2 separate regions of the Mus musculus genome follow, and region 2 is linked to region 1. A link is a contact called in public Hi-C data. All regions are on one chromosome and are shown on one strand. Each heading gives the region's core, a stretch centred on a gene start, on an enhancer-like site or on the middle of the called end of the contact. The rest is flanking DNA. Distances are from core to core; before and after follow the strand shown.

Region 1 (2,638 bases), core at 97-2,596:
ATTAATTCACTAGTGAGGGAAATTGTGTCTCTGATAGTGATGTGATAATGCAGAGGAAATTAATTAGAGGAAGAAGGAGGATGGGGGCTCATTAACATTTCAGATATGATATCCAGGGAAGGCTAAACTGCCAGGGAGTAAGCCAAGTCCTGAACTATGAGACTTTGCACAGAGAGATTTCACAGCAACAAAATAGGGGCAGGGGCATGTGCTGTGTGCATGCAACGGGATCCAGTCTCTAGCTCAAGACTGGTCTGGTCTATATAGAAAGTTCCAGACCAGCCAGAGGAGCTACATAATGACACCCTATCTAAAAAAAGGAAGGGAAGGAAGGAAGGAAGGAAGGAAGGAAGAAAGGAAGGAAGGAGGGAGGGAGGGAGGGAGGGAGGGAGGGAGGGAGGAAAGAAGGAAGGAAGGAAGGAAGGAAGGAAGGAAGGAAGGAAGGAAGGAAGGAAGGAAGGAAGAGTATAAGAAAGGAAGGAAGGAAGAAAGCAAAGGATGTTCTTCCAGATGATCAGGGTTCAGATCCCAGCAACCACACATGGTGGCTTTCAACCGCCTGCTGGTCCTCTGCAATAGAAATAAGTGCTCTTAATCACTGGGCCAGCTCTCCAGGCCTCCAGTAAGGTATTTTTAATGAGGAAAAAGAGTTCTTTTTTAAAAAAAAAATACTTTTTGACACACACACACACACAAAATTAAAATAAATCACTTTTTGGTGCAAGCAACTAGTCTTTCTAGCTATCTTATAATGTCATTTTAAAAAAAGAAAAATATATTAGAGAATTAGGAGGCTAAAGTTCACTCTCTGGATGCTGTGGTGGTCAACCCCCATCTCTACTGAGGCATAAAACTGAGTGTAACAAACGGAAGGAACAGATACTGTAAGTTCAAGAAGCACAAGATGCATTTAAGGCCACTTTAAGTCACTATGACTGCTATCATTCTTGTTATCACAATTTTAAAATTAGGAAGCATGCACAGACCTTAGGTGTGATACCTGGGACCCCCCCACACACACACACACACACACTCACAGAGCTCATTATCATGATACCAATGTGAAAAGTGTCCAGTGCTATTGTCTCCTGATCTTTGTTACCTGTGGTACCTGGGCTGGCTTTTTAGAGGAACAGCCTCGAAGGAAGTTGGACATTAAGCATGAGCAGAACTGCCCCCCGCCCCCCAATCATTTAATCCGTGTGGCTCTGCCCACCACAGCCCCGCCCATCTTTACTGGACCCAACCCAGGAGGCAGATGTTGGATACCTGGTGGTAGTGATGCTGTCGTGGGGGAGGAGCCCACAAGAGCAAGCTCAGATTTGAATGCCAGGGGCCAGTGCTCTGTCACACAACAGCACTGAAGCAGCCTTGCTTGAAGCAAGCTTCCTTTGGCCTAAGACTTTGAGGGAGTCAAGAAAGTCACGCTGGAGACCGATATGGACAGGTAACAAGACAGTCTCATCTGCTTGTGCATGTGCTCCAGTAGTGCTGGCTGCCTGTCTGGATGGAGGCTTTGCCTGTCAGTGCGCGAATTTCCTCGTCTGCTTGCCACCCTCTGCTCAGGTCTTTTGGGTTTTGGACCTAACTCTGACCACGAAGTTCTTCCCTTCCCCCGGTTTCTCTCTTCTCTGTGTTGCTAGAGATAGGAAGCCTTGACTTGTCCTGAGATTTGGGCAGAGCTAGAGCCGGCTTGTGGTAATAACAGCGAAGCCTTAGAGGCCCGCGCCACAAAGAGGTCGTAGCAACTCCTTACTAAAAACAGTAGTGGTTATTTTCACAATTATTTGGCAAATATCCAACATCTTAAGACTCGCATGGGGAGTCTTTACAGGAATTATTTAGTTATAGCAAGAAGATTTGTACTTCTCAAAAAAAAAAAAAAAAAAAAAAAAACTAAACATTTGAGATGAATTGCTTGCAACTCATTACAATGGTGTCTATTGAAGGAGAGAATTTCATTAAGACAGGCAATTTAGTGTTATAGACTCAACTGTTAGACACTTGGTGACATTTTTACTGTTTAATTCATCTATGCAGAGATTTCTTAGCTTCTTGAAAGCTTTTATATGCAGCTCATGATGAGCCATTATCAGAAATTTCTCTCTTGATTTTTACATTTATTGCCAGTGTGTGAGTCACTATGCCTAAAGCCCATACACTTGAGCTCACTTCCGTTTGGCTATGAGGTTTAGAATATGGAGTTAATATAGCTAATGGTAGCAGGGTGTTCTTCAGATTCCAGATTTTTCCTTTCTTGTCTTCCTTCTTTCTTTTTGTTACCCTTCTCCTACCCCCTCTTCTTCTCCCCCTCCTCCTCTTCCTCCCTCCTCCCCATCTCTTCCCCTCCTCTTCTCCCTCCTCCCCCTCCTCTTCCCCTTCCCCTCTTCCCCCTCTTCCTCCTCTTCCTCCTCCTTCTCCTGCTCCCCATCTCTTTCCCTCCTCTTCTCCCTCCTCCTCCTCCTTTTGCCCCTTCTCCTCTTCCCCCTCCTCCTCTTCCTTTTCCTTCTCCTCCTTCTCCTCCTCCCTCTCCTCCCCCTTTCCTCCTCCCACTCTCCCTCACCCCTATCAGGGACCACATTGAAGACCTCACACATGCTAGACAAGTAATCTGCCACTTAATTACATCCTGAGCCCT
Region 2 (2,638 bases), core at 75-2,574, 2.2 Mb after region 1:
ACCAAGCTCTGTCCAGCCCCACCTCAGTGTGATGCTGAGAGAAGTCCCTGAGTACCCCAGTACCAGTGGACCTCTAAGACCTTATTAAGACAGGGACCTAGAGCCCCAGGCTGTGTAGAGGGCTGGAAGAAGGCACCAGAGTTCCATGGTAGGACAAGCTTTCTAGTAATAGGGCCGACCTGATGAGAAACACCAGAGACAAGGAGTGGCCTCTCTGTTACTCTCAGGATGAGGTTGCTAGGCAGCAGGAACCCTGCAGGAAGGCAAGGGGAACCCTTCTCTGGCTTCCTCAGGGGACAGGGGATTGGTTAGATACATGGGAATCATCAGCCTACAGAGGGAAGAGGCTGAGAACACTGAGAGAACAGGTGTGGAAGATCAGGGATGAAGAACGGACTGGGAACAGAAGGACACCTGGTCTGGATGTCCACTTATCTCAAGGGACAGGGCCAACCTGCAATGCCCCTCACCTCTCACTGGTGGGGTCCGAGCAGTTCAGTGGGTACTTAAGGTGGATGATGGTGCCATCTCGGTCCTGCAGGATGCCCTGCTGCTGCGTGTAATACTCGACCAGCTCTGTCAGCGTCGCAAACTTCTCCCCTCCGTACAGGTCATAGAAGTCCCCTGAGTTCTGGATCCGAATATGAGTCACCTGATCATCCACCCTGCGAGGCACCACCAGGTAGTGAGATACATGAGCAGCAGCGGGGTGGGCTTGGGGGGACAGGGGTCTCGATGCAAAAGCACATAGGCATGGAGTAGACATAGACAGTTATGGGCACATGCTAGGGCGACAGGCAGGGACAGAAGGGAAGAAATGTATCATGAGGAGACAACACAACCCAGGGAACCCAGGAATGCTCCGGACCCACACAATGAGCTGCCAAGGTGCAGGGAGGGCCACCCACCTGACTGAGAGGGAGAAGTCACCCTGGTTCTTGCGGCTGGGCCGAGCCAGGAAGCTCCCAGGGACTCCCCGGCCCTTCAGCAGGGTCTCTGCATCAGGCCCGCTGAGGTCCCGGTGAAACCACCTAAAAGTGCACAGGGCAGTGAGGGAATATCCCCAGGGCTCCAGCCACCCTTGTTTCCTATCCTCCATGGGTCCCAGGCCCTTACCTCACCATCCTGGGGTTCTCACTGAATTGGCTGCAGAAAATGTGGAGGGAACAGTTTGTCTGGGCAGGCACGTACAAACTCTAGAGATGAGCCTCAGGCAAGGCTCTCAGAGCCCAGGCCTCCAAAGCCAACCTGCAGTCCTGCTCCCCGGGCTACCACTCTACTGGCCTGGGGCAGCCAGCAGGGCGGAGACAGGAAGGGGCGCGGCCGACCCCTTAGGGGAACTCACTAGAACTTCTCTTTTCAGAGCGAGGGAAGAGGAGCTGGAGGGTGGCAGGGTGGGGGAGGGCCCACTTCCCACAGTCTGCCAACAAAGGCACAGGGGCAAGGCAGTAAATATTCATGACTCAAGAGGTAAGGCACACGTGTGGCAGGTCAAGAGTCACGCACAGTGAATATCCACATTATCAGGTCAACCCTTCCTCCTCCAGCAGCTGCCTCTACTCAGAATTATTCTTAGGCACAGTCTAATAATGATCGTGTGCAGTGGCACCGTCATTTAATGGAGTGTCGCAGCCTGCCAGACTCATTGCTACAATGTCATTTTCATGCCTCCTGTGAGTTACAGGTCACCAGGGCCTCATTCCTCAGGCACTATCTTTATCCCCACTTCACAGACAAGGAAACTGAGGCCAAGAAGTTTGAGGAATTGCCCCCAGGTCTTACCCTTAGTGAGTTGCAGGATTCAGACCTAAATAGTTTCAAAGCCAATGACTTTTGAATTCTGCTTGCCAGCCCTCAGGACCCAAAGAACAGTAGTCAATAGACTCCTTGTCCAAAGGAGATGCTATCATCACAGCTGAGAGCCCCCACAAAGCAACCTTGTGCAGCTCTGTCATCATGGGCCTAGGCCTCCTTCCTATACCCTGACTGTCAGCAGGGAGGGGTGGGGTGGGAAGGTATCTCCTAAAGGTTAGGGTTTATGGCCAGGGTCCCAACAAGGGCAGACGCTCACAGGGAGGGCTTTAAACTTTAGGAGCGCTCAGCCTTCAGGCTTATGGGACCTTGTGTATGTAAACCCCAGGATGAATACAAAAAAAGATGCAAATACTACCAAGCCAAGACCAGAGGGGAAACAAGCTGCCCAATTTATATTGGTATCTTCCTTAGCAAGGGACACAGGCTGCTGGAGAAGGGAGATGGGACAGAGCACCTTATATCTTTTAAGGGTTTATTGTCTGAGGTGTTTTGATTGGTTAGTTTTGGTTTGTTTGTTTGTTTGTTTGTTTGTTTGTTTTATAATACTGAAATTAGAACCCCAGTCCTAGCTGGGCATGGTAACCCATGCCTTTAATCCCAACACTTGGGAGGCATAGGCAGGCAGCTCTCTGTGAGTTTGAGGCCAACTTGGTCTATACAGTGAGTTCCAGGATATCTAGCGCTATATAGTGAGACCTGTTTCAACAACAAGAACAACAAAACCAACCCAGACTCTCAGTCCCTTAAACAGTGTGAGGAGCATCCTTGGGCAGGCATCCTTGGGCAGTGTACATCTTCCACCCTATTTCTTTTCCTTATTCAT

What was found. A called contact is a pair of places that touch in the nucleus more often than the background predicts.
Region 2: a contact with region 1 is called in a Hi-C map of B cells, with 5 read pairs. The contact joins the promoter of Ptpn6 here to the promoter of Aicda in region 1. A contact is called at or near these places in 1 of 39 promoter capture datasets (pre-B cells) and 1 of 484 Hi-C or Micro-C datasets (B cells).

Annotation. Positions count from the first base shown.
Region 1 is chr6:122,552,463-122,555,100 of GRCm38.p6, forward strand. Aicda (activation-induced cytidine deaminase) reads left to right here and starts at 1,347. Exons shown (of 5, transcript NM_009645.2): 1 at 1,347-1,447. The coding sequence starts at 1,440.
Region 2 is chr6:124,731,830-124,734,467 of GRCm38.p6, forward strand. It overlaps Ptpn6 (protein tyrosine phosphatase, non-receptor type 6), which reads right to left and starts at 1,325. Exons shown (of 16, transcript NM_013545.3): 1 at 1,117-1,325; 2 at 909-1,031; 3 at 471-665. The coding sequence starts at 1,124.